5 separate regions of the Mus musculus genome follow, and all the other regions are linked to region 1. Evidence: chromatin contacts called from public capture Hi-C and promoter capture Hi-C data. All regions are on one chromosome and are shown on one strand. Each heading gives the region's core, a stretch centred on a gene start, on an enhancer-like site or on the middle of the called end of the contact. The rest is flanking DNA. Distances are from core to core; before and after follow the strand shown.

Region 1 (5,467 bases), core at 549-3,048:
CAGGCAACTGCATTCATTCCACCAAGGCCCGAATGGTACCACGGTTCAAGTCTAAAATGGCCCAACAGGCTTGTGTTTTAAACGCTTGTTTCAAAGCTTGAGGCCTCTAGAAGGGTGTGACTGATAAGGGCATTCACTAGACCCTCAGTAGAAGAGCGTTTGAAGGTTATAAATGGCTCCTTCCCATTCTCCCTACCCCTTGGTGCACCACAACATGACCCGCTGTTCTCCAGGCACACAGTCCTGCTGACATGATGTCCTGCGAGTGCATCGGGCCTGACACCGGAGGACTGAAATCTCTAAATCAGGAACCAAAATAAACCCTTCCTTCCTTCCTTTCTCTCTTCCTTCCTTCCTTCCTCCCCCCACCCCCACCCCCAGAAAAATGACATGTGGTCCTGCCAACGTCTAGGTAAATAATACAAGTGGCTTTGACTGTGCTTTGCCCCTTGAGGGTCAGTCCTTGTCCCTGATAAAAGGCTGCGCCAAGAAGAAGGCAATGCCCAGAAGAAACACGGAGAGCTGATCGCTGCAGGTAGTGGATGGTGCGCATTTGCACTGCAGGGGTTCTCATGAGAAGCCAGTTGTTAAGTTCATCACCCTGCCAACGTAGAAACTTATGCCAGCTACCCATGTGTCTATCTCTCCCTCAGCTAGAGAAACAACCCTTCTTTTTTTTTCAAGAGCAGAAAAACCAGTCTACCTTTCTGATGTCACAAATCTGGAGTGCTGAGGAGCCAAAGAACCATCTCACTGCCAAGGCAGCCGGGTTTGAAACCCTACTCAATGTGTACAAGTTACGGGGAATGTGGAGGGAGATATAGCTTTCCTGCACACACCTGACACCCGCAGCTGTCTTCTGCAGCCTGTGCCTGGGGACCGAGTATCTAACACCTTCATCAGAGGCAGGTGTGGCTCATTGTTTTGTTTTGTTTGTGCTTTCCACCCCACATCCCATTTCAGGATGTTAGGATTTGAAACTATCAAGTAACATCAACAAACTATATGTGTTTTGGAGACAAAGGAAGTGATGAGCCCTGGACTTCTAAGTTTACTGGTATTTGGTTCCCGTTTCCTCCAACTCCTGCCAGGTCCATCCCTTCTTCCCATGGCTCATTTCCCTGATCCATCAAATCATGAAGATGCTCTCTCTAAGGCACAGATTGGCCTCCACAAGCTAAAGGAAATGCTGTCACTGTGTGCACCTTTAGCCTCATGTACATGCGTAGCTCCCACAGGCTCTCTTAGTTCCGTGCTGTATCTACTGACATTCCTCCCTTCTAAGTAAGCAGTGCGTTCTCTGAAGACCTTTAGATACTTACTCAATCTTAGCATTATGCCTGGTGGTTACTCTATTCTGAGACAGCAAAGGAACCAGACTATAAATAGGTCAGATCCCAGCCCTCACCTCACTGGCTTCTCAGGGCAGGAGCTACAAACCCTCTGTGGCTGTGAGCTGCTTTTGAGTCTGCAGGGAGCCCTTAGGTAGCAGCTCACACAGAGAACACTTGTTAGGGCCTTGGGTCTGATCCTGGCCCTGTGGACTCTCCCATTATGAATATCTATAAATGCTTACCAACATGCCTCAGCTGCTCTTACAGCATGCGTTGGTGTGCTTTCAAGGGGTTGGCCTGCACCCCAGCTCCTAAGGTCGGCTCTTACTAGCTTGAGATAAGTGCAGACTCTCAGCCTGTTTAGCACAGACATTGACTGCGAAACATACTTGACCCAAGCCAGTCCTTGCTTCGGTAGGCCGCTGTTGTCAGGGTTTGGAGGAAACCTGTGTACCCCACATTTGATCCCATCAAGTAGAGCCAAGACTTATGGGTGGCCTAAGAAGATCTCACTTTTTCTGCATTGTTTGATGTGAGGCTAGAACAGCAGCAGGCAGCTGGTTGACTAAGTGGGAAAAGAGTCTGAAAACAAAGCCAAACTGTAGAGAAGACAGCCAGAAAACTAGTGACCGTCCAAATCCAGCCAGTCTTTGCACATCTTTATTTCCAAGTTGCTGTGACTTCTGTTCTCTGTTTACTTGCAACGAAAAGCTGTGAGGAGTGTCTCATCCCACAGTCCAAGAAGCAAAGCTGTGGAGCAACCGGGATAAGCTTAGAAGTCGCCAGGGTTGTAAGGAACTTGCAAGAATTAGCATTAGAGGGAGGAAGCAAAGGGAAAGCCCAAGGATGAACCAGAGCACGCCGGGCCTCTGCCGCCCCCTAGTGGACACTGCTGCCGCCACAGATCCTGCGGCCCTAGCTCAAAAGTTGACCAAAGCCCGGTTCTTCACCGGTGCCTCGACATTCCAGACCTAGATCCTAAGGAATTAGTTACCCAAGTGGAGTGCTCCTTCTTTGTACAGTAGGAAAAATAACATCCCCTGTTATCTGTAAGACTGTAATTAGATGAAATAGTCAAGATGAGGTTAACGGGACCTGCCCATATGAAATAACAAAAGGGGGGAAAATGAATTGCTGACGAAAGAAGTTTTGAAAAGTAGCACAGACAAAGAGCCGCGTGATTGATCCACGTCACTGACCGGAGAGGATCCAGGCCATGCCTTTGAAAGTGTGACTGAGGAAGCATATGGCTGCGCAAGTCAGAGCGCCCACCTAAGCCCAGGCTAGGAACCTGGACAGAGGGAGCATTGCATGCACTGGAGATGCAGAAGCTCCTGTAAGCCCCAGAACGATCCATAGATGCAAATGAGGAGATGACCAGGAGAGCCACTGGAGAGGACTGGAGGGAAAGAGACACAGAAAGCCAGGGCAGGTCCTGGCCACTAGCAGGGTCACTGAACCATCAGAAACCCTCGTTTCAGGCAAGGCCGTTAGTAGTTACAGTAAAACGCAGGTCCCCTAAGGCGGTGGTTCTCAACCTTCCTAATGCTCTAACCCTTTAATACAGTTCCTCATGTTGTTGTTACTTCATAACTATAATTGTGCTACTGTTATGATCATGATGTAAATATCTGATATGCGACCCCTGTGAATGGGGTCACTGTGAAAGTGGGTCACGACCCAGAGGTTGAGAACTGATTCCCTAAGAACTCATACAGGCAGAACCTAGATAGAGCCATCTTGTCTGTAGCCAGGATGAGAGTGAAGCTCAACAGCAAGCTCAGAGGTATATGCAAGGATACAAAAACAGTCACCACAAAATAAGAAAAAAAAGTAATAATGTATAACACCCAATAAAAAGTGTCTGTGCCTTCCAACAGGCAAGATGAGACAGAAGCCCAGTGAACTGACTGCCAATGCACAGCATAACACAATTGGGTGGGAAACAAATCTTGGAAAGAAATCTACAACCCCAAATTAAGTTAAAAAGCAAGAATGCTCTCATGACTTCAGACCAGTCTATGACTTCAACTTCCCTTTTAGAAACCAAGACAAAGAACATTAAATTAGATATAGAAGAAACAGAAGGGAAAGAAGAAGCAAAATAAGATAATACATTACTACAGTAGAAGACAGGAAAACAAAAAATTATGACCTGGAAAAAATTTTTAGACAGTCAATAAAATTGACAAACCACAGGGCATGGGGGGGGGGGACACCTTTTATCCTAGTCCTCAGGAGACAGAGGCAGGAGGATCTCTGTGAGTTCAAGGCCATCCTGGTCTACAGAGTGTGTTCCAGGACAGTCAAGTCTGCATAGAGAGATTGTGTCTCAAACAAACAAACAACAAACCCTGATAGCCCAGTGGTCAGATTGTTGGAGGAGAGGGAGGAGCAAGAAGAGAAAGGGAAAGGATGGGAGGGAAGAGTGGCCCAGCTGCTAACAGAAGAGGGATGCTGGCAGCCCTGCAGATTCTACAGATGTCCAAAGGAAAATAAGACAATGTTATGAAAAACTTAATATATTGATAAGTTAAAGTGTCAAAGCCCTTGAAGGAAATGTGTGTACTTAAAATAAAACACACAATGTTAAATAATCCTATCTCTGTTATTATACATTATACTTTTATAAAAAATCCCACATAGAAAATCTCAGCTTCGGATGGCCTTTCACCTAACATTGAAAGGTTAGTTCATTTTGATTCCAGTCTTCCAGGAAATTGTACAGAATCGACTACTGCTCAGATTGTTGCAAGAAACCATTTAATACTATAACTCCATCAAAAATGTTACAAGTAACAGAAACTCCAGACAGATAACCCCATGAGCACAGATGCAAACACAGGTGCGCAAAGCAAGCATATTCACTTAAAGCCTAACTTTGGCAAGCCAAATCCAACAGACAGTGCACCCTGACTAGCTAGGGTACCTCCCAAGAACGCAAGGCTGGTTCCTTAATGACCTGGAAATCCATCAGTGTTTTTCCCCGTGTTCTTCTACTTAAGGGGAAATCATACCATCGCAGTCATACATTGGACGATGAGGAGAAGCATCTGCAAAACAGTAACAGCTTTTCTGACAAAAACAAAAACCAAAACCAAACAAAACGTAGTCACCCCTACGTTACATAGCCTGCAGTAACGTTGCAGGTGCAGCTGCTGTGCCACATGTGTGTCAGTAAGTGGCAGAAAGGAGAGTCTGTACTCAGTGTTCTGACCTATGAATATCTGAATGATAGCCTAACTAACACTCCCTGGGGCTGGTGGGGGTGGGGGAGGGGAACAAACCAAAACCCTGAGACAGTCCAGGACCAGGGGCTCAGACAGGGAACTAGCCTGAGACAACCACCAGTCTGGTTCCATGCAGGCCCTGAGGGCTCCCAGGGCTGGGAGCAAGCTGGAGCCCTGAAGAGCCCTGCCTGGGACTGAGGGTTCAGGAGGGAGTGAGCCCAAAATAGACAACCCTCACTTGGGGCCACTTGGGCAGACTGGATGATGAAGAAGCCAGCAATGACCACCAGGCCAGCTCCTTGGGGACCGAACGGGGAGCTAGCCTACGACAACTACCACACAGGCCTATGGGGAGGGGCAGACCATGCTCAAGATGACCCCTGTAGGGTATAACACTCTTAAGACTGCTCTTGAGATGGCCCCAGACACACAGAAACTCTAAGTACCTCTAAGAGGAGCAAAGAAGTGGTGGAAAAATAGAAGGGAAAGAGAAGCAGAAGGATGTGAACACAATGAAGAGGCAGAACTGGAGATTTGCAGATACGGAAGAACAGCCCGATGGGGGTAGCTGGGGATGGCAACTGGGACCATGGTGGGGTCCTAGCCTGTGCTGCCATGCGACGGGTAAGGGGGCACATCTAGGTCCGTGACCCTAAAGCAGCAGGGTTCTGTTACCACCAAAGGCCAGATGGATAGCCCTGGTCTGGGCTGCCACCTGGGGGGTTGCCGATGTCTGTAGGCTATGCAGAACTGGCCCCACCCTTCAGCTGGGCATCCTGGGAGAGCTGGTTCTGGGGACATGAGAGCAGGAGAGCTGACCCTGCCCCTAGCCAGCTGCAGTACTCAGGAGAGGGGACCCTGGCGGGTAGGGGGTGAATACAGGCAGACACACAGGACAGACAG
Region 2 (5,852 bases), core at 713-3,212, 910 kb before region 1:
GAATGTGAAGAGTGAATGGCCCAAGACAATCTACATCCTGTGCTTGTCCGCAGAGGCCAAGCTTGGAGACGTGGCTTTGCTGTTTTCTAAGAGGGGCAAAGATTAAAACGAAATCGTCTTGAGATCATGCTGAAGCTCCAGAAAGCAGAGCTAGTTGGAGGACTTGGACAAAGAACAGATCTCTAAAACCCTCTCTACAGGAAACAGAAGGATGCTTAAAAGTCTGCTTTGTATCTACAAGAAACAGGGGCAGGGGATCCCAGACTCTATAACCCAGCAAAAAAGCCACAAAGAAAACATGTGAGTTCTGTGGGGCAGGGTCAGGCAGCAAGCAGCATTAGAGGTAGAGCCAGGGTGTCTTTTTTCTCAGAGCACCTTTGTCTATGGGAGCAGAAGTCCAAGTGTAACACAGGCAGTTCTGTGGGCAGCCTGTTCAGCTTGGCAAGGGCTGGAATGTAGGATACAAACCATTCAGCATGAGCCCTGCCACTCTGGATCCTAGTCCTGCTTCCCAGACCTTCCCAGAAGATTGCCTGGAAAACAGAGTGCTGTTAATTCTGACTTCTCTGCTCTCCAATCTTTGCAGGGGAGACTTTAGCTTGGAGCCAACTCTCTGTGACAGTTCCTCCCGAGGTTACGTGGGCCTCCTTCTATAAAGATGTATATAGGCAAAAGCGTAAAAAGCCCAAGTACTATAAAATCCAGACAAGATTGAAAAAGAACAACAAATCCACCATATTGGTTTCGATTTGTGGTGAGGGCCAGTGCTCCTTCAGGAAACGGACCAATTCCAAGACAAAGGACAAATCATTTGAAAATCCAGATTTGGAATCTCAGGATAGTGTCAGAGCAGTGTAAGTCTATGAAAGACATCATATGTGACAAAAAATATTTAAATCGAAAACCATGGTTACCCCCAATAAAACTGTGCAGGAACATCAAGGAGGGACCAGGTGGAGAAGGCAGCACGGGCAAACAGTTGGCAGGAATTAGCAGGCGGCTGTTAAAGCACAGAGCCCAAGGCCTCCCTCAGGGAAGGAAAGTTACAGAGGCTTACAGAGAATGGAGACCAAGGCGAGAACCCACTAGAGACCAGGAGAGACTCCGCAGGGACAGAATTGTGGGCTTGTGCTGCGTGCAGTGCTCAGGGCTTGTAAATGGAACAAAACCAGAAGTGGCAAAAGGATAGGCAGACACAGCCGGAAACATCAAAGGACCCTAAGTTCTTCCTGTCACAGAAAAACATGCACTTGATGCAGACGCTTCAGTAGTGACTGCTGAGAGGATGTGTCTAGGAAGAATGGTCGTCTGCTCCCTAAGATGTTCCCGATCCTGCTGCAGGAGGGAATCCCATTTTCAGGTTCCTTTAAACAAGATGGCTCAGAACCAATAGGAAGCAGAGGAAAACAGTGATTGAAGCATAAAACTGCTGAAGGGTCCAGGAAGAAAACACAGGGTGGTGCAGCTTCTGTTCTTCCCAGCGACAGGCAGGCAGACAGACAGACAGACAGACAGACAGATTGTTCCAGGGCTTCTTTTTAGAACTTAACCAAAAGGTTTTAAGGTTTATCCAGGACTCTAAAGAAAGCCAAGAAAGTTCGGGGGTGGGGGGGGGGGAAGAAGGGGCACAGGAACCCCTGGGTAATTGTCTGGTAATTGCTCGAGCTATTAAAGCACAGAGCTGTGTTTCAGTGATCAGAATACCCTTGAAATGACCTCAGGGGAGGCGGGGCAGAAGCACGTGCCTAGAAACGTGGATAGACGCAGGAAGATTTCCTGAACAATAAGAATGACATTAAATCACACTTGGAAAAGGGCTATTACCCGGTAAAATATATTAGCACAACTCATTATGTATTTGGCAAGACACTGGCCACAAACTTACAGCAGCAATAAACTGAGATCTTTATCAAGTTAGTGAAATGTGAGATAGAAAACCACAGAGAGTCAGAGGGAAGTACAGGGCCACACTGTAACCTTGAGCCAGACTCTCAGAGCTTGAGGTAGATCGGACAGAACCAACTGTATAAACAAACAAGCAAACCGCACAACTGCCACCAAAACATCTTCAGGATGGAAACGGGATAATAAACATTGAAATAAAGCAGAATTGAATCCTGTGTGTGTGTGGCACCCAGCCATTGTATGTGTGTGTGGTACTGTGTATGGCACCCAGCCTGTGTGTGTGTTGCTGTGTGTGTGTGTGTGTGTATGTATGTGTAAGACCCAGCCTGTGTGTGTGGTACTGTGTATGTGTGTGTATGTATGAGACCCAGCCTGTGTGTGTGTGTGTATGTGTGAGACTCAGCCCGTGCGTGTGTGTGTATGTGTGTGTGGTACTGAATGTGGCACCCAGCCTATGTATATGTATATGGTACTGTATGTGGCACCCAGCCTCTGTGTGTGTGTGTGTATGTGTATGTATGTGTGAGACCCAGTGTATGTGTGTGTGGTACTGTATGTGGCACTCAGCCTATGTATGTGTATATGGTACTGTGTGTGTGCGTGCACGTGCACGCGTGTGTGTGTGTGTATATTTGTATGTATGTGTGCCTATGGGTGTGTGGTGCTGTGTGTGAGTGTGTGTGTTGCTATGTGTGCCTCCCAGCCTCAGGCATCCCAGAAAAATGCTCTCCCTTCACTCTGCCTCTGCTCCTAAAGCTGAGCTGGGACCATTTGAAAGGAAGATGAATTTGATTGTATACAGAGCTCTTTCAAACAAATATGTAAAATCCCAGTGTCTTGATTGCTACCACCCACGCCCACGCCCTTTCTGCAGGGCAGCACCCATCCCTTCCTCCACTTCCTCCAGTGTTAGCTCTCCAGGACCTTCCCAAGAGTTGCCCCCTGCTGGAGAAAGCTGTGGTCTAAGCGCTGCAGCGCCTCCTAGTGGCAGCCAAGGCAGTCAGGAATCGTGCCCACGCAATGGCCATCTGAGCACTTGGCCACGTCGCAGCATGGTGTTGCTAAGGTGTTGCTCAGAAAGCCTGCTGTACGGTTACTTTCTATGCTGTGATAAAGCACCAGGACCAAGGCCACATATAACATGAAGGGCTTATTTAGGGCGTCCAGCTCCACAGGTATAAGGGTCTGTCTGTCCCTATCATGACAGGGAAATGTGGCAGCAGGCAGGTGTGGCAACGTGAGCTGGGAGCTGAGAGCTCACATCTCGAAGTACAAACAGGAAGTAGAGAAAACAAGGTGGGGATTGCTTGAGTCTTTTGAAATGTCCGAGCCTGCCCTCAGTGACACATTTCCTGTAGCAAGGCCACTTCCTTCAGCTCCTAAACCTACCAGATAGTCATCCAGTAGAGACCAAGTATTTAGATGCCTGAGCATACGGAGGCCTTCTCAGGCCAACCACCCCATCAGCTAAACCTGCTGCATGCACATACACTGTCACGTCAGAGTCTGGTTACTAGACAGTGTGACTTAAGAGATTAGGTCAGCTTTCTGTCACTGTGACAGAGAACACCGGTGATCATTAACTTATAATTTATAAGAAGACAAGATTTGGTTTTGGCCCACAGTTTTGGTCCATGGGACCGGACTGTGCTAATGTCTCCTTTAAAGATGTGCTCCCAAGACTTAATGTTTTCTCATGGGATGTACCTCTAACGTTATCATTTCCATAGCATCATGCTGGGGGCTCAGACTTTGTCACATGGGCTGTTGGAAGACATTTATCTAATTCTAAGGAGACACCAACTAAATAAAATGTATGAAAAACGTAAGCACAGATCACAAAAGGAATGAAAGGAGAAATGCAAACTAGATGACTAACAGTACTAAGCACGCATGCATAGCTGGCAGAGGCAAAGCGGCTGAGAGCTGGAGCTGTCTGGGAAGGTCAGCATTTCTAAGGGGAAATGTGGGCGTGCACTGTCCATCCAGGAAGCCCATGATGGTGCTGGGGAAGAGCTCTCCTGGTGCGTTTACTCTAAGGAGATAACTCTACAAACATAAAGACAGATGCCTTAGAGCTCTCCCAAGCAACAGAAACAATAGTGTGTGTACATGTGTGAGTATGTGCATGTACGTGTGTATAAGTGCATGTGTGTGTATGTTTGTGTATGTGTGTGTATGTATGTATATGTATATATATATACATATATATATATGTATGTGTACAGGCATGTGCATGTGTATATATGTATGTTTATGTATGTTTGTATGTGTATGTATGTGTATGTATATACTTGTATGTATGTGTGTGTATGTTTGTGTATGTGTGTGCATGTTTGCATGTGTGTGTGTGTATTTGTGTGTTTATGTGTGTATGTGTTTGTGTGTGTTTATGCTTGTGCATGTATGTATATGTATGTATATATATATATATGTATGTGTACAGGCATGTGCATGTGTATATATGTATGTTTATGTATGTTTGTATGTGTATGTATGTGTATGTATGTGTATGTATATACTTGTATGTATGTGTGTGTATGTTTGTGTATGTGTGTGCATGTTTGCGTATGTGTGTGTATATTTGTGTGTTTATGTGTGTATGTGTTTGTGTGTGTGTATGCTTGTGCATGTGTGTGTGTATAAGAGACTTATTGACTCACACAATCACAAAGGCTGAAAAGTCTCCAGCTGCAGGTTCTGCATGCTTAGCTTTTCCTTTGTTTGGGGTGTTGATTGCTTCGATGCATCCACTCCATGTGGAGGACAATCTGCTCTACTTAGTCTACCAGTTCAGATTTATTCTTGTCCAAATACACCTTCTTAGACACATCTGCAGGGTACAGTTTGATCAGGTGTCAAGGCATCCCATGGCTTAGTCAAGTTGGAAGGACATGTTAACATTCACAACAGCTGTGCATACTATCTAGTTTGCTTTTGCTAACTAACCATTGCATGGAGCCATAGCCATAGGCTGGGAGTGTGACAAAGCCACAGGAAGGCACAGTCCACAGGGACCATGACTTCTTTCAGTTCTGAAGCACTTGGAACCCAGCTTTCTTCCTCAGGGACACCTCAGGATACCCCAAACTGTTAGGCTCCTGTGCTACCCAGGGTTGGGGTGACCCTCTCATCCCTGGGTCTGTAAGTGGAACCTGGCTGGAAAGTGAAGATAAGCCACAAGAATGGTCCTTCTCTTCTTTCTAACCTCAACTCACAGCTCCGAGTGCATGTCCCAGTGCCCGGGATCCTCCCAGTCCCCTGGATCACCCCATTTCCCTGTCTTTCAGTTTAATATACCCTCAGACTTACTTTTGAGGCGTCTTTGGACATTAAACATTTGATTGTGCCATTTCCGATGTTCTTTGTAAAATCTTCTTATTCTAACACAAGTTAGCAAGGATTCTGGCCAGTTGTGCAGTTCGGGGGGAATTTGGCCCACCCTACCGATGTGCCAGGGAGGAACATTTACTGTCTTGGGCTTGCCCACCCACTCTTTCTTTCTTTTTTTATTCTCTCTCTCTCTCTCTCTCTCTCTCTCTCTCTCTCTCTCTCTCTCTCTCTCTCTTATATCACTGTGAAGTTCTAGTTGTCCTGAAACTCAATTTGTACACCAGGCTGGCCTCCAACTCAGATCTGCCCTGCTTGTGCTGGGATTACAGCCTGTGCTCTGTCTTAGACTTGATATGATCTCAGTCACGAGGTGGCCTTAGGAATTTGTACCAACATATTCTGTCTGGAGTGCTCAGCACCTTTGGCATCAGCTGTCCCAAGAAGGAAGGAAGGAAGGAAGGAAGGAAGGAAGGAAGGAAGGAAGGTCGGTCTCTAGATAGGGGCCAATGATGGAAGTCTTTCACAGCGTGTCTGAGATCTCTTCCTTCCTCCAAGCTCTCCCTCCCCACCCCTCCTTTCTCACATTTCAAAGTGAAGGCCCCATCAGGCTAACC
Region 3 (5,185 bases), core at 1,156-3,655, 850 kb before region 1:
TGTCTCAGTGTCACTTGGGCACCCTTCTTATTTCATTAGTGACAACTGAGTCCCTAGTCTCTGCTTCCTGCTCTCCACCTGGTGACCCCTACAGGACAAGGGTGAGAGCCCTCTCCTGGTTGGCCATGCTCTGCCTGTGTCTGTGCAGTATATGTTGAGGCCTCTATCTACCTTGATCCTTGACCTGATGGCAGGTAAGCTATTTGATCCTAGGACACTAGTACAAGTCATGTATGTATGTATGTATGTATGTATGTATGTATGTATGTATGTATCTATCTATCTATCTATCTATCTATCTATCTATGATCTATAGAAGATCATTTCACCTGGTTGAGGGAACCAGGAAGTAGTTTCAACTTCTTCTAAACTTACCCAACTTGAGAGCTAACACAGATAAGAAAGGACTTGCAAGATTACCTTGGTGAGTGACAGAGAAGCAGAGCTAGCTGGCTTGGAATTGAGAACCAAAGCAATGTGGTACATTACCTGTGGTCCAAACTGAGTCTCTTTGGCCGTGGACATTTTTGCACAGGCATGTGACTTACTGAACAGTGTGCATCACTCTTCATTAGTATGTCAAGGAATATGCTCAGGCTTCCTTGGGGAAACCACCCATCTAAGTGTCACACAGTCTACTACGGACTAGCTGGGGCTGCCCAAGCTAGCCTGGATTCTGTGTTCTGAGTAGGTGGAACTACACATGACTAAAGCCACACGTTATAAAAAGCTATTAGCACGATTTGGAAATCATAAATATGGATGACAAATCTTGTAGTGTTGGATGCTACTGTAACAGAATACTAGAGACTGAATAATTTATAAAAGAACAGATTTAGAATCTAGGAAGACCAAGGTTGAGGGCTCATTGCAGGAAAGAGCCTTTTTGTTGCATAACTCTAAGGTGGAAAGCAGGACAAGGCAGACTCTCTCTCTCTCTCTCTCTCTGTGTGTGTGTGTGTGTGTGTGTGTGTGTGTGTGTGTGTCCTTCCCTGAAGATCCTGCTTCTGAGAGGAGTCCTATCTGGTAAACAGAGGCTGCTGACCTAATCCCTTTCTAAGGGTTCTACTTAAACCCTGATTTACTGGGGGGCACAGTCAGTCCATAGCACTAGGACAGGTCTGGCAAGCTGGTTTGGGGATCTGCAGGAGCTGGCGTCATGGTTGAAATTGGAATGGATAACAACAGGGTGGCCAGCACAATCTGAGCCACACAAGCAGAGGGACAGAGTGTGCTCATGAGGGGACAGTGTTAGAGCCCATGTTCCTCACTGGGGCCTTATCCTACTGTGTAAAGAGGGTAGCATCCTTAAGTGTTGATGCCAAAACAGCTCAACAGGAAAGAGTTTATTCTAGAATCCAATACCAGTCACCATGTCTTATGATCACAAAATCAGCTTATCCCAAAGACCATGCTCCAACGTGGGAACACTTTCATGAATATTTTAATAGTAACAGAACGGAATATTTAAATAGTAATAGTAACAGAAAGTAATAAACCAAGGCCCTATGTAAGTACACTGGTGGGAACATTAAGCAAACAGGTTGCAGAAAACTGGGGAAATCACTGACCACAGTCATTGAAGCTTTAATCAGTCATTCAGTCTTGTGGATTGTTTAACACAGGTGTGGCCCCACCTACAGACACGCCAAGTAACACAACCAAGGTGAATATCCAGAAATATAGCTGAACTTAAATTTAAGATCATACAGCATACACACACATCACACAGAAAATGAAATATTAAACGCCTGTTGTAGAAGTAAATATTAGAGTATAAGACAGGAATGAGAAGTTACAGATACCATTGGAAGGGGCTGACTGGGTAGAATCTTCAGGAATGGTTGGCCTCTCCCCAGCTTTATAGAGACCAGTTTAGCCTATGGCCAGTGATGGACCCGGCCCGAGGTACAGACACCGGTGTGATCTGAAGAGTGTGTGAACAAGTTAGCCCTGTCCTTCCCCTCTCAGGACCTCAACAGAAATGAGTGGAAAGGATTCCAGATCTCAAGCTGGAGCCAGCGTGCCAGTGTGAAATGACAGCTGTTCAGAGCCAGGGCTCTATGGCCAGCAGAGCCAGGTGCCGGCTGGGGGACAGAGGGTAGCAACCCCTTAGTGTGTCCACAGCAGATTAGAGAAGGAACCTGGAAGTACCATGTGGAGACGTTAGATGAAATGGGTTAATGTAGCAGAAAGTTCTGGTTAAACTCCTGGCTCTCGGTAGTTTATATATAAATTCCTAACATATATAGTATCTGTTTGTTTGTGTCTTTGGCTAGACTGTACAGCAGATGACTTAAGACCAGGCAGCAAATTTGAGGTGGAGCCATGGTTATCACAACGGGCTGCCCGGACCACAAAGCTGATTTATTTCAATCATAACAGCAGCAAATTCCTGTTATTGTAATGAATCACAGCGGGTAAGCACACAGATGCAGGGGATGGGATCACGGGGCTGGCTGACTTTGCAGCTAGGGTAACTCAAAGCAGACTTGTAGTATCCTAATGATGCGATTTCTGTGGCAACCAAACCTGCAGCCCGCTCGCACCAAACAGGCCGTAATGAAATCTAGTATTTTTTATGGAATATTTTCCCTAAATGATAAGGATTGCATATGGTTCTTTTCCCATTGTGCAGCCGTTCAGTCCAAAGCAAACATTTGAGAGATTTTTAACTGAGGTTGGCAAGCTCAAACTTGTTTCAGCTTAAGAATATCCAGGCCATCTGCTGCAAACTCCCCAATAGAAAACACACTGAGCCTGGACTGCTCAAACTAATTTAATCATGAGATACCATTTCCTGGATTCGAAGGGGAACATTTCTATTTGCCCACTAGGGCTTTTTTTGGGGGGGGGAAAGGACTATATATTTGCAGTATGGTATGTTAGTCACTTGGAATTTCAAAGAAAAAAATAGAGTAGGGGTTCTGGAAAACAAACGTTGAAGAGGTCATCGCTTCAATTCTTTGCAGATGATTTTAATAGAAGAGTTTTCAGTACAATGTTACAACAGATGTGACAAGAATTGAGAGACAGGGCCATCATTTTGTAGGAAGCTAATTGATTTGTGCTGCTTGTACTTTGTTTTTGGACATATTTAACAAATAAGTACTTTTCTTCCCTTTTTTTGGATAATTTTTATATTTTTACGTGCATCGGTGTTTTGCCTGCATGTATGTCTGTGTGAGGGTGTCAGATTCCCTGGAAAAGGAGTTACAGATAGTTGTGAGTTGCTATGTGGGTGCTGGAAATTGAACCCGGATCCTCTGGAAGAACAGTCAGGAAAGACTCTCAACTTCTGAGCCATCTCTCCAGCCCCAAGGAAGCACTTTTCTGTACCGTGATAGTAAATCTCTGAATTTGGCCATGAGATGGTAGAGAGTTAGGTTCCAAATCAGCAGGCACACAGACCACTCGCTCACTCACAAGTGCTGTGCACACACCCTAGCCCTAACACCTCCCCCACCCCACAATCTTTTGCACAACTATTAGCTAGTAGTTCTAGAAGTGTGTTCAGAGACAGCCTCATTCGCTGGCACAGGCGACTGTGCCTTATCACAAGATGGCTGTAGGGAAGAACGAGGGTTTTAAAAACATAACCTGGGCTCACATTCTAAAGAACTTTGTGCCATAGTTACGTATGCCTGCAAATTTAATGAGTATGAATTTAATGCTGTTAGTTTTTTTTACTTATAAATCCACACATATATTAAGATCAGATGTGTACATTAACTAACAATGAGCATACACAAAAGCCAAACCAAACCTAAAAAAAAAAACCAACAACAAAAAAACCCAACAACAACAAAACCAAAACAAAACCAAACCAACCAACCAACCAAACAACAAAAAAACCAAAACCCAAACCAGGCGTCTGAGTTGGGCATTTAGGAAATCGTCCGTACTGTGTTAGGTATTAATTAACCTGAAGGAAGGCTCCAGGGAGCAGCTGACATGGACCCTGCTCTTTGGCCTTGATCCCAGATGCAGCCCAGCTCTCTAGGTCCAGTGCCTTCTTCATCATGTGCTCACAGTGCTCACCGATCTTCTGATGTAGCTTCCACCCCCTCCCCAGCTCTCCGGCAGACGCAAACCACCCTCAGAACTCCACCCGGGACATCACCCAGAAGGTTTTCTCTGTTGCTGTCGCTTTCATTTTCTTCTTTGGTCTGCCTTTTATGTCAGTATCTGGTTTCTAAGTGTAAGAAAGAAAGGAGGGCGTGGAGATTTCAGTTCCCAGCATGGATGGCAGCAATAGTATCTCCTCTTCTGGTGCTCATCAGTGCCTCCTGTTTCTAGGAAACTGCAGCATTTCGGTTTGATTTGAATCTGGATGAAGTCGAAGCGTCCCCTCTAAGTTCAGCATGGGGACTGGTTCGCAGACGCAATCATTTCAGTTATCATCAGTTCTCAACAGGTTTCATGCAGGTGCTCCTGGCTTTATCAGATTGGCTGCGGAGGTTGGGAGTTCTGTGCTCTAGGACCCAGAACTTGGGCAAACTGGCCTTCTGCGTAGACTCTGTGCCCCAGGCTAATATAGACAGGCGTGAACTGAGCCACAGACTGCTCAGCTCATGAGCTCTGAATTTTCTCTCCACAAGGTAAATCCTATAGCAAACCTGGGTCTGAGAACATCGATCTTCTGGAAAAATCTAAGAATTCATCTTAGAACACCTGGCATGTGAGGCACTTGCCATTGGGGATTAAAAATTAGTGTTTGGACCAAAGGTGTTGACCACCATGTAGATTAAGATTTGGAGACTTAGAAGCTGTGGCATGACTGATGAAAACCAAGTTTTAAACAATGATTTTAGTATTACCTATCTGGCAAATCAGGTTTCTAACAAGTTGCTTTTTACACATTAGCCCAAACAAAGGTCTATGTCTCTTCCAGTTTCCTGGAAGCTACAGACTGAAGGTGCAAAGTTTCCATTTATAGAACAGGAAGGAAGTCGAATTATGATTGCATAGGGCCAGCGTCAGGATTCAAGCCTTCTGCTGGCACGGGCAGCTCACAGTCCTCAGTGGCGACTGGCTCCTCCATGAGGAAGATCTGCCTTTACTCTTACTCTAGATGACGCACAAACCCACGCCAGAAGGACCGTGCACAGTGTGACTCTGCAGCCTGTACTGCAGATGTGTAGAGAACACGAACCACACAACACAGCAGGGATGCGGAACTGTG
Region 4 (5,887 bases), core at 151-2,650, 890 kb before region 1:
ACTATCAAGTTCAGTTTCCAGTGAGATTCAGGCCTGGGTAGGAGAAGGCCTTAGCCCCCAAGTACCTCACCATCTAGGTGGGAAAGCAAGGAGCTGGCATATTTACTCTGTGAGCCCAATCTGAGTGAAGAGATAGAGCACCCCCAGAGTCTGGGTGTCACCAGGAGCAGATGCTAAGGCACAGTTGGACTCAAATGTGACTCTGATGATTGTGATAGCTTCAGCTGCCCTGGAAGTAGAAGCAACTCTTTGTGAAACATCATTCATAGATAGAGGCATCTGGGCGGCTCCATCACTGCTGCTACCACCTGCTCCTGAATGATGCTAGCACAGGAATATCTGCCCTCATCCTTCTGATGTGGTCTCAAACCCTACTGAGTTAGATCAGGAGAGGACAACAGCTCTACCCAGCTATCTGCACCTTTACTCAGGGTAAGCTGAGAGATCTAGGAATCCAGAGTTCTTGGCTGCAAAGATGTTGCTGTCTTTCTGATTGCTGAACTGGACCTTTTCATTCCAGGCATAACATACTCACTCCGTGTCATACTGGGGCAAAGAATATCATGGCAAGTAGCCATGGTGTCTTAGTTAGGGTGAACAAACACCATGACCAAGGCAATTCTCATAAGGACAACATTTAATTGGGACTGGCTTATAGGTTCTGAGGTTCGGTCCATTATCATCAAGGTGGGAACATGGCAACATCCAGGCAGGCATGGTGCAAGAGTAGCTGAGAGTTCTACATCTTCATCTGAAGGCGGCTAGAGGAAGACTTGCTTCCAGGCAGCTAGGGCAACAGTATTAAAGCCCAAGGCAACAGTGGCACACCTACTCCAACAAGGCCACACCTCCTAATAGTGCCACTCCCTGGTATATGCAAACCATCACACATGGCAACCAAATGAGCAGAACAATATGGAGGTAGTCAGGTCTACATTAATGCTAATGGAACTGTTGACAATCTTTTTTTGAGAGGGAAGGGAGGGTCTCAAGACTCTCACATAAGATTCTTGTCTCCAACTACTACTTGGTAGATATGAGAGTATATAGGAAATGGAAGGTTAACGGAAAGGGTACCAGTCATCTATGATGGAATGAGACCTTGTGGCGATGGAGCTGTGTGGAGATCACTCAAACTCCTGTAAGTAACCCATTTCCCAGGCTCTGTGAAGATGCCCAGTAAACCCATTGGCCTAAGGTGGACTCTGGTGGAATCACAGTTTGTCTACTGCTGTCCTGTTTGGGTTGAGCAAGGTTGTGTCTCCAGGAAAGGTGCATGCAATGACACTGCCGAGTCTTAGAATCACAGTGAGAACAGGAATGGAGGTCATATCTCTCATTTATATTGCCTGGGAATTAATGAGGACTTTCTAAGGTCTTTGAGAACATCTGTTTCCAATCACTCAGGGGTTTACACTTGCAAAGCAAAGGCACCCCCACTTCCTAGGAAGCATTCTTTCTTTCAAACTTCAAATATGATGGAGAAAAGCAGAGCTGGGAACCCCTCCTTCTACCTCTCCTTCCTTAGTTGCTTCCTGCTTCATCCTGTGTGTGTGTGTGTGTGTGTGTGTGTGAGTGTGTGTGTGTGTGTGTGTGTGTGAGAGAGAGAGAGAGAGAGAGAGAGAGAGAGAGAGAGAGAGAGAGAGAGAGAGAACCCTTGGTGTGGTTTTCATCTTCCACTTTCTTTGAGACAGAGTCTCCCTTTTGCTGCTGCAAGTGCTGGGCTAGACGGTCCTGGTCCTCACCCTCCCAAGACTTCTGACCCCAGCTCTCATAGCAATGCTGGGATCAGAGTCTCGCTACCATGGTCAGCTTTACATGGGTTCTGAGGTTCTGACCTCATGTCCTCACACTTGCATGGCAAACACTTTCCCTACTGAGCCATCTCTCTAGCCTTGGGACAATTTTCTTAAGCAAACAGGGCACTGTGGCTATGCCTTCTGGCAGGCACCAAGTAGGTGACATTTGGTGTCCTGAGACATTCAGCTGCTTCTAGCGAAGGGGCTGTAAATAAGAGAAAAGGGAAAGAGGTCTGGCTGTGGTCAGGCAGAGTGGAACAGAGGTTCTGTTAACTGAGAAATGTCTATTGAACACAGGGATGGGCACTGTGCAGCTGAGAGGGGTACTTGGTTGCAACCTAGCTGGGCAGGGGAGAAGCAGAAATGGATAACAAAGAATCTTTCTCCAATTCCACCCTATGTGAGATGGCACACATAGAGGGGAAAAATTCCCCAGTTCCGTGAGGCTGGATTGAGGTGTGGTTGTGGCTGCTGAGCTGGGTTCTTATGCAGCACTGGGATGCAAAACAGACCTGGTGGCAGGCAGACAGGACTGGGCAGTCTATGGAGGCAATCCCAGCAAGGAACTGCATCAGTGCCATTATCAATGTCCTCTTGACATGGCCATCAGCTCCTTAATAACTCTGAATGCTATGAAGGGGTTGGGTCTTTGGGCTTTCACCTTGCGTCTGGGGGTGGGGTGGGGGGTGGGGGATTTTGACAGCTTCCACCCATGCAGTGAGACAGGAAAGACGCTGAGCCACACGATTGAGTTGAAATGGATGCTCTTGGGACACTCGACTGGGAACAGAACCACCCCAGTACTAGGAAGCTACATGCAAAGATTTCAGCTGATGGTGCCTCTGAGCCTCAGCTGGTTCTGGCATCTGTTGGAGAGAGAAGGGAGTTAGTACACGTGTGTGCCCTTTCCAGTCCCTCACATTTTATGAGGCCACTAGTGTTTGATACTGACGACTTTAACCTAAGTCTTGTCACCTCCTAACACAACATTCAGGTTGAGTTTCCTCTTTCTTTATAGCTCACGATGGGCATTGCGTTTTAACATGTGATTATTGGGAGACACTGAAAATGTATTCAAATGACAACAGCTACTGGGCACAGTCTTTTAGTGTCCTAGCTCTGATGGCAACTGTGCCACTGGAGAAGACATAGCAGGAGTGGCATTCTCATTGTGCAGAGTTCCTGGCTCAAGCACTCGAGGGCGGGAAGAAATGGATTGTGTATGAAACCATTGTGGGGCAGCAACAGGCAAGCTTGTGTGCAGCCCAGACATGAGCTTTTCATACCTGTGTCCTGTCCCTTGTTTGCTGAGGGTGACAAGGGACGTTCGATCTATCCTCACAAGTGAAGACAGAGAAAGAGAAAATGTAGTGTTTATCCTGGAGAGAGTGCTTAGAGTTGAGTGGAAACTAGGAATTACCTTGATAATTAGATGAAGGCTTGTAGATTAGATTAGAAAAGAGATGAAAATTAGATTTAAAAAGCTAAAAATAAAATGGTACCTTCAGAAAAATACAAGCAAGCATGGATAAAACGAATTAAAAATAAATTCCGCAAGTGCTATGACATTTACATTGTAGTTTGGGAATTAGTTCAATAAAATTCTAATTTCTATTGAATTGATTTCTGATTAAAATTAGGAAAAATGCCTTTGAAGGAAATAGCTCTCCTTGCAGGCAAGTTACACTAAGAATGTAAATGCAGGAAAATCATATTTTCCCATGTGAGTGAACTGGAAATATCTCTCACACAGTCTGTGTTCACAGCCCCATAATGTGCTGAAGGCCAAGTCAATGGAGCCATCATGGGAAGCTTCAGAAAGGGAAGTGATCATCCAGACCTTCCTGGGGCCCCCCTTACTGCCCTCTTCTCTCAAGCAAGCTCCTCTCAGCCTCACCTCTGAGTGTCTTTCACCCCCTCTTCTAGCCTCCAGCTATCGGTCACCGTCTTCACCACCTCCCTCTTACTGCTCCAACACACACAAGGAGAATGCAGATTTTGGCTGCATTTGCTTTACTGTGGAATGCCAGAGGCTTCCTTTCTAGCCCTTTGGCATTGCTTCGCCTGGCTGGAAGATGCTTCCGGAACTGGTGTGAACTCTGGCCTTTGGAGAAAGTCTTTTATCCCAGTTGCCAGACAATAGAATCTGGAAAAAAATAAATAAAGAAAAAGCTATCAGAGGAACACACAGGGGCCACATCTTGGGGGACAGTGTGACTTATTTCACCTGCTCCTCTGGCAGGGAGGTGAGTAGGAGGTAGGCAAAGCTCCTTATACTTCAAGAAGAACCCCTTCTCCAAGGCCCACATTTCCTAACGGTTGGTGGTGCCAATGTGATTTCTGCTTTCTGTGGGTCTCCATGGTGTGCTCAGAGATAGGAGAGATGGGGAGGCACATAGCAGTGGCAGTGAGAGCTGCAGGGCCTTTCTATAGAGACCTGTATCAGCTGAGGCCATCTGCAGCTGGCCAGGGACAACACTGACTGGTTCTCTAACTTGACCTGGGAGCCGCCCATGCTTCAGCCTACAGCAGTCTTCAGGGCATCCTTACCCAGGGTGAAGGCTTGGACTCAGCAGACACAATAATCCTCACGTTCTTGAGATTCTGATGCCCATAGGCATAGAGCCAGGTTGTTTGCAATTTGCAGTCCCTAAAAGGGATCATTGCACTTTCTCCATGAGGCAGGTTCCAAAGGTTCCAAAGAAAGATGTCATAGCCATCCTTTACTGGAGGAACAGAGCTGGCAGAGGTTTTGTAAAGGAAATGGTAGAAGAGTTGAACTTTAATGGATGCACATGGCTTCATAATTAAAGATGGAGAGACAGAAAGAGACCAGGCTCAAACACAGGAGGACCCTGAGAATTCTCCATAGATACCTAGATAATCACATGGGAGGTGGTGGCACTGGAGCTGCATCAGGTTATACAGGGGCTTCCGTGCTGGCCTCTGAAGTCTGGGTGTCCTCCTGTGAGAGAGAAAGAGTAGAAACCAAGCTCTACCATGGGAAGGAGACCTGGGAGTCTTTGATGTGTTAATAACTGTGGGGTCCTGAGGTAAGGGCAGGAGAGGCTGGCTGCTGGAGCAGGCAGGGTAGGTGAAGAAGAGCTAAGGTGGTCAGCCAACTTGTGCTGTGTGAGACAGACATAGAAGATGTGGGTGTTCAGATGCAGCCCCCAGCTCAGCCCTTTACTTTCCAAAAGCAAACAGAATGCCTGAAACATCATCAAAATGGTGTGTGTGTGTGTGTGTGTGTGTGTGTGTGTGTGTGTGTGTGTGTGTGAGAGAGAGAGAGAGAGAGAGAGAGAGAGAGAGAGAGAGAGAGAGAGGGAGAGAGAGAGAGAGAGAGAGAGAGAGAGAGAGAGAGAGAGAGAGAGAGAGAGAGAGAATGGTGTATCTTGTGTACAGATGATAAAACATGACTCTATTAAGGGTTAAAGATTTGCTTAAGAATTAAATAACTCCTATGACTGGTAAAAATCCATCAGTTTGGACTAAAATCCCTGGTTTGAAGCTCCGAGTGCCTTAGAAATGCTGGAAGAGGTAGATTTTTGAATAGCAAAGAGAGAGCAGGTCTGGAGCCAGCCTGCTCATGTTCAAACTACTGCTTCACTTCTTAGCAGTGTGTGAGCCGGGCTGGTTACTCAACCTCTCTGTGCTTCAGCGCTCTCCTGCAGAGGAATGACTTACTGGTATTTATTTCCTAGTTGTTTCAATGATCCTAAGTGGGTCTAAAGACCATTGTATTCCTGTTAGCTTTTACTTTTTTTTGCTGTCAAATTTAAATGGTTCAGAGTTTGCTAAAAGCAAGATAACAAAGCTTAGAGGAGGTTGTAAAAAAAAGCAACTGAGTCATAAACATAGGCAAAAGCTTGCACATAAAGTTAAACGCGACATGCCAGGCTAGCAGAATGAGGAGAACTTCTGGCAGAAGTGTGACTTTCCATTGTAAAGACTGGGGTTATTAAGTCCGCGTGTGATTTTTGGCATCTTTTCACTCTTCTGGAGGATATTTTTAATAGCTTTGTTTCCTTCTGACTACCCTAATATGACTTCACAACGCTATTTGGGGAAATTAAGGGTCCTAAAGC
Region 5 (5,553 bases), core at 2,924-5,423, 710 kb before region 1:
TGAGTTCCAGTCCTGACTTCCTTGGTGATGAACAGCAGTATGGAAGTGTAAGCCGAATAAACCCTTTCCTTCCCAACTTGCTTCTTGGTCATGATGTTTGTGCAGGAATAGAAACCCTGATTACGACACCTGGGTAGCGGGCTAGAGATGAAAAGAGAACGGAGGAGCCACAGGTACTGAGCGATCCTGAGGCCCAGGAGTGCTTTGGTGTGCCAATGGGCACCTCAGCCATTTTCCTCAGGTGTCTTTGGGATCTGACAGATTTCAAAAGCCTGAAATAGGGTCGGTCTTTCAAGGTGAAGGCATTCCAACCAGGCCTACAGAACAGATCTCAAGGAGATGGCACCATGGAGATCAGTGTGTAACCCACATGGATATTAAGGAAGGTGATAGATAAAGACAAGGCCAACTAACAGACAGGAATGGGGGCAAGCAGGGAGCCTAGGGAAACAGTGCAGGTTTGCCCCTCAGTGCCACATGGTGAAGCAGTTACCACCACCTGGCTTTCGATGAATGAATACATGATGGAATTAAACGGGAAGGAAGACATACAAAGGATTAGTGATGGCGGACAGTGGGTGAGATACTGCACAGGGAGTGGCTGTCTCTAACCTACCCAGAAGTCACTTGGGTATTTCTCCATATACTTGAGAGGACCTGGGAGAGATGGGTCTCAGCATGGTATAGTCATTCAGGAGATGCAGGGCAGCTAAGACAGCTCATCTGACCTCTTCAGGGAGCTGCTATGATTGTGTTAGCCTGATGAGGATGCATTAGACCCCTGCTCAAAATGAGGTGAGGGGCTGTGGTTGGGGCAGGAAGATCATCACTGCTGGAGGACATATGACCAAAAGGAGGTATGTCATCCAAGGGACAGAAGGTGATGAAAATGTGTCAGTACAAGGTGTGTCAGGATCACTGACCTGTATTTCTTGGTTGCTATGAAACCAGAGTGTGCAGGGGCTGCTTAATCCATTAGCTTGGTGCACTGAGCTCCCGCAGAGAGCAAGCCCTTTCCCAGGTGAGAAGAAATGATCATTCAGAACCCTTCATGTCACGGGAAAGAGCTGCCAGAGGCCCTGCAGACTGGCGACACAACCCTGGGGAGTCAGACGGACTCAGGCTATTAGTGAGTTGGCAAGCTTAGCTATGTCACTAAAATAGAACATTAAACCCATGTCCCAAAAGGGTGAAATCCATGGCTAAGATCACACTTTTGCATTTTAAAGACTATATTACAAAAGTGATCAGAATATTACCTACTTTTTTAGAAAGAATACTGTATAAACTGATGTATTTTTATATTAATTTGAGAAGAAGAGGGTCTTAGGAATATGGAATCTCTTCTACAAGATTTATTTATTGTGTGTGCATGGTAAGTATGTATATGTGAGCGAATGTGTGTATGTGTGAGTGTGTGTGTGTGTGTGTGTGTGTGTGTATATGCCATGGTGTGCATGCAGAAGTCATAGGACAATTTTGTGGCGTCAGTTCTCTTCCACCTTTATGTGGGCCCTAGTGACTGAGCTCAGGTCACGTGGCTTGTGTGGCAAGTGCTTTACCTCTTGACCATCTTGTCAGACTTATTAAGTTGCTTTTTCAGTTGAGACAATAACTATATGATGACACATTTCAAATGCACAATAAATCACAGAATAAGGACACACACTCTTCCTCTGAGTCCCCATTTCTTTAAGGTTTACTACGTAAAGTAGCTACTCCGAATTTTCTTACATAATCTTTTCAAAAATGTTTTAAGCACTTAATACCCACTACAGTCATTTGTCTACAAAGTTGAGGGCACTCTGAATGTTGTACTTGCTCTTTATTTTACAATTATTCTCAAATACCTTCTCTATTATGATATTTTATCATTCTATTATCTATTGTTACAATAAAACATGCATGACAGCTTATACTAGAAAAAAATTAGTCTGTTTAGTTATCACAGTTTTGGAAGCTGGAAGTCCAAGATGAAATGGCCCATTTGTTACTGTTTGATAAGAGTCTTCTTGGTACCTTACCACATGGCACATAGTATCCTGGTGGGAGAACATTGAAAAATGGGGAGATCACATGGCACACAGGAATGCAGGAAGGATTAGGGCCAGGCTTACTCTTTTGTAGGAACAGCTTTTATGGGGAAGTAACTATCTCTCGAAAACCAAGTTAATCCCTCAGGAGAGCAATGCCTCAGCTCTTAGCTTCCTTTCTGCTGCCTTACCACACCGAGACTTGAACCTGCAGCATGTTGTGGGAGACTCAGACCTCGTACCATAGCAGGTATGCAGATCTGATTTATCCGCCTTTGTGGCTATGCTCTCTTCCACTATGGGACCATCTGTAATTTCTCCAGGTCCTTTTCACCTGTCAGATACTAACTAGCCTTTGTAATGTTACTGAAGCCAGAGCCAATAAAATTGTTCTTAGGACTCATGAACATGCACAAGTCATGTCTGAAGATCTGAAATCTGAGAACTTCTTAATGACTGAAATGGATTAAAAAGCATATTATCATATCAGCTAAATTTCTGCATATGGCCCCAGTTGCATGTAATTAAATACTATTTTAATTTGAATATACCTGATCATTGAGGGATGGTGAGCTTCTAAAAATTTTTTCAACTCACATTTTTATATATGTAAACTTCTCAATGCCTTTTCTGAACTTTTTGTTCTGTGCTTTTTGGTTTTTTTTTTTTTTAACTGATTTGCAGAGTTTTATATGTATTAAGATTTTTCTTCTTTGTATCTTTTTATCTTCTTTTGCATTTTCTCTATTGACCCTTTACATTTTTTTTTAATTATATTTTTTTGTTGTCAAATGTATCGTTCTGCCCATCTGTTTTTCTTGCTGGCTGTACCACCTTCTGTGTCTGTTTCAAACACATTCTCAAGGAAAGGTTGTGTTTAATTCACCTTCCTCATCTGATAGGTTTGCAATTTGCAGCTTTGATTCCTGGGCTTTATTCAAACATTGGAGAAGTAAGAACTATGGTGACACCGTCACCTCTTTGGCATTCTCTTGCTGCTGTTTGTGTGCTGGATCTAAATTCTGCCTTCACAGTAGACTGCATCCCACATGGATTTAGTTCTGGACAGTTTTTAACGTCAACTCCTACTTTAAAGGAAAACCTTTAGTTACTACAGCTTTAAAAGATGTTTTGTATCTAACATGCCTTGACCTTTCAACTGTCTTTTTGTTCCCATGACACGTCCTGACTGAATTGACATGCTAACGACTCCAAGTGGACTTCAGAGATACTTCTAGAAAAACAAATCTTAAGAGCACAGATGAAGATGCACCGGGTCTCCTGTACTCCTCAGGTAGAACTTTTATCTTTTTATTTGAGCTTTTATCTTTTAAAATTTCGTTTTTCCTAGACATTTTTATTATTGCTCTTGAAAACATAAATGGTTGTCGTTTAACATTTTATTTTCTAAATACTTGTTTCTCATGGTTAAGGAATGTTTGTTGATGTTTTGTAGACTGCTTTCTTACTGAAGGTGGTTTCCCTTGATTTTGGGGTGGAAGTCACTAACAACCCCACTGTGCTCTACTGACATGGGTAAACATGTTAGGTAAGATACTGACATAGGTAACCATCCAGAATGTCAATGATGAAGGCCTGTGGCTAACCACTATTAGGATGCTCTGTAGTACTCAGATGAAAGCTCTCATCGAGTGATTATATTAATACTCCTACATTAAGAAGGATGAGCCCAGAGCCAGATGTCCCCTGTCCCAGTTGGCATATAACAACGAACTTGCAATACAACAATGCCTTTCTCTTCCCTGATGACCCACAATTGGCACAGCTGCATGAGGCCCAGTTCCAGAAGCCTGGATCTCTCTCTGCCTTAAAATTCCAAGAATGGTGATACTCATGGGCACAGAGTCACTCTGGGGAAACTTGAAGTCTACTGTGGACTTGGGCAGGGATAGTCTTGTCATGGCATAAGGAGGCCAGGGGCAGGCAGATGCATGGGGTTCAGGCTCTGTTCTGCTGAGCACATTATAAGGTTTTGAGCATCCAGGCCCAGTTCAGCTGTGAGAGGCAAGATCACTAGCAGACATTTGTCTATTCCAGTCTGTCTTCTCTTACAAGCCCCCACGGCTATATGGAACCACTCAGAAAAGTCCAATTTCCTTCCCGCCGAACAAGATCAGCCAGTGTGCCTGCCCTTTTAGACCCTCTTGTGCCTCTGGCACAGATCAGCACTTCCTTACTTCCCAGGTACTCAGAAAGGTCCCACAGTATTCTGGTTTGTGCAAAGCTTCTATGCTTTCCACTAGAGAATCTCACACTTGATTATAGCCCCATATATACTTTAAGCGATTTCAATAAACTAGTCTCATAAATCTTGGTTCTTTTTAACAAAAAGAATCTACATTTCAAAATATTGATTTGGCCAAAAGGGCAGAGAAAAAAAAAAGAAAAAGAAAGAAATTCAGCGTTATTGATTTAAAATAACATGAAAATTGAGGATTGGCTTCATTCCTCTATGTGTATTGTTTCCTGTATGTAAATAGCCTTACACGGCCCCATTTATCACCATGACTTCTCCAGGGAGCTGCCATTTCCTGCCACCTCAGACTCCTACTTGTGCAAAAACATTAGGAGACAGAGCTGGAAGCCCTGCACTGAACAATTTGTCTGGGGGGAAGGCCATCAATTACATGTGTAAATAATCTATGGGCACAAACGGTTGTTTATGCAAGGGAGCCTTAGGGGGTGTGGATTAGAGAGATTTGCATAATGGTAATATAAGGCACACTACACTTAGGCCTATCTCCACTTCTGTGATGACTGGAATTCTTAGAAGTACTGTCTGGCTGGAGAGGAAAACCAGGTGGTGGTAACTGCTTCACCATGTGGCACTGAGGGGCAAGACTTGGGGACCAGCATGAATTAATCACAGGCTTTTAGGATGTCATCACATTTCTTGGGTCTGGCTTTGGTAAATTCCAAAGTGAAAGTTAGGAAAGGCCATTTTGGTTTCTGCATTTTCTTTTTCAAACACTGGTGTTGCAACTGCCGACTGCCTTTGATGTCAGCCTTTGTGGAGCAGGAATCTGCCACACCTGACAGCATCTTCAGAATGGGACATGTGGGCCAGAGATAGGTCTCCACCAGTGAATGAGCTCATGAACATGTAGTGTTCTCCTTATGGAGCAGCGAAAATACATCCCTGTACAAGGCACTATGCCTGAGACAGTCCCTCGGAGATCCACTTGGGGTCTGCAATCGGCATTTTCCATTAAGACACTCGTTCTATCTCTCTATAAATCAACAGTGCTGTGAGTACCACGTACCATGAATCACAGTCTCTACCTGAAGTTTGCTGAATGGTCCTACATGTGTGAAGTAACAGGATTGTTATATTCCATAATGCCTCAAAACACACACACACACACACACACACACACACACACACACCACAAACAAACAAGCAAGCAAGCAAGCAAACAAACCAACCAACCACTTGGAAGGAGATAGATAGGTTCAGGTAAGCTCGTGTGTTGGTTATCATAGTGAGAGCCACTCCTAA

Evidence for each region. Promoter capture Hi-C pulls out the DNA fragments that hold promoters and counts their contacts. Capture Hi-C pulls out chosen DNA fragments and counts their contacts.
Region 2: a contact with region 1 is called in a capture Hi-C map of embryonic stem cells, with 7 times the contacts expected there. The contact joins two enhancer-like sites. A contact is called at or near these places in 3 of 39 promoter capture datasets (cranial neural crest, frontonasal cranial neural crest and maxillary cranial neural crest), 3 of 15 datasets of contacts at CTCF or cohesin (the NIH/3T3 cell line and pro-B cells), 4 of 484 Hi-C or Micro-C datasets (cerebral cortex, myocytes and uterus) and 1 of 9 other capture datasets (embryonic stem cells).
Region 3: a promoter capture Hi-C map of the 3T3-L1 cell line shows a contact between it and region 1, with 9 times the contacts expected there. The contact joins two enhancer-like sites. A contact is called at or near these places in 4 of 39 promoter capture datasets (the 3T3-L1 cell line, cranial neural crest, frontonasal cranial neural crest and 1 more), 2 of 484 Hi-C or Micro-C datasets (the 3T3-L1 cell line and embryonic fibroblasts) and 1 of 115 datasets of contacts at active chromatin or transcription factors (the NIH/3T3 cell line).
Region 4: a contact with region 1 is called in a promoter capture Hi-C map of cranial neural crest. The contact joins two enhancer-like sites. A contact is called at or near these places in 6 of 39 promoter capture datasets (the 3T3-L1 cell line, cranial neural crest, frontonasal cranial neural crest and 2 more) and 4 of 484 Hi-C or Micro-C datasets (cerebral cortex, embryonic fibroblasts and uterus).
Region 5: a contact with region 1 is called in a promoter capture Hi-C map of cranial neural crest. The contact joins two enhancer-like sites. A contact is called at or near these places in 1 of 39 promoter capture datasets (cranial neural crest), 1 of 15 datasets of contacts at CTCF or cohesin (the NIH/3T3 cell line) and 1 of 9 other capture datasets (embryonic stem cells).

Annotation. Positions count from the first base shown.
Region 1 is chr6:116,764,647-116,770,113 of GRCm38.p6, reverse strand. It overlaps the pseudogene Gm22882. Among named protein-coding and RNA genes, the nearest start is that of Gm36788, 7.9 kb to the left of the region's middle. Within about 2 kb of position 1,798, at least 14 of the 459 cell types and tissues checked have an H3K27ac peak or open chromatin away from gene starts, as enhancers often do.
Region 2 is chr6:117,672,636-117,678,487 of GRCm38.p6, reverse strand. No RefSeq gene overlaps it. Among named protein-coding and RNA genes, the nearest start is that of 1700030F04Rik, 76 kb to the left of the region's middle. Within about 2 kb of position 1,962, at least 56 of the 459 cell types and tissues checked have an H3K27ac peak or open chromatin away from gene starts, as enhancers often do.
Region 3 is chr6:117,611,416-117,616,600 of GRCm38.p6, reverse strand. No RefSeq gene overlaps it. Among named protein-coding and RNA genes, the nearest start is that of Gm9946, 54 kb to the right of the region's middle. Within about 2 kb of position 2,405, at least 43 of the 459 cell types and tissues checked have an H3K27ac peak or open chromatin away from gene starts, as enhancers often do.
Region 4 is chr6:117,654,139-117,660,025 of GRCm38.p6, reverse strand. No RefSeq gene overlaps it. Among named protein-coding and RNA genes, the nearest start is that of 1700030F04Rik, 95 kb to the left of the region's middle. Within about 2 kb of position 1,400, at least 4 of the 459 cell types and tissues checked have an H3K27ac peak or open chromatin away from gene starts, as enhancers often do.
Region 5 is chr6:117,478,866-117,484,418 of GRCm38.p6, reverse strand. No RefSeq gene overlaps it. Among named protein-coding and RNA genes, the nearest start is that of 6820426E19Rik, 14 kb to the left of the region's middle. Within about 2 kb of position 4,173, at least 4 of the 459 cell types and tissues checked have an H3K27ac peak or open chromatin away from gene starts, as enhancers often do.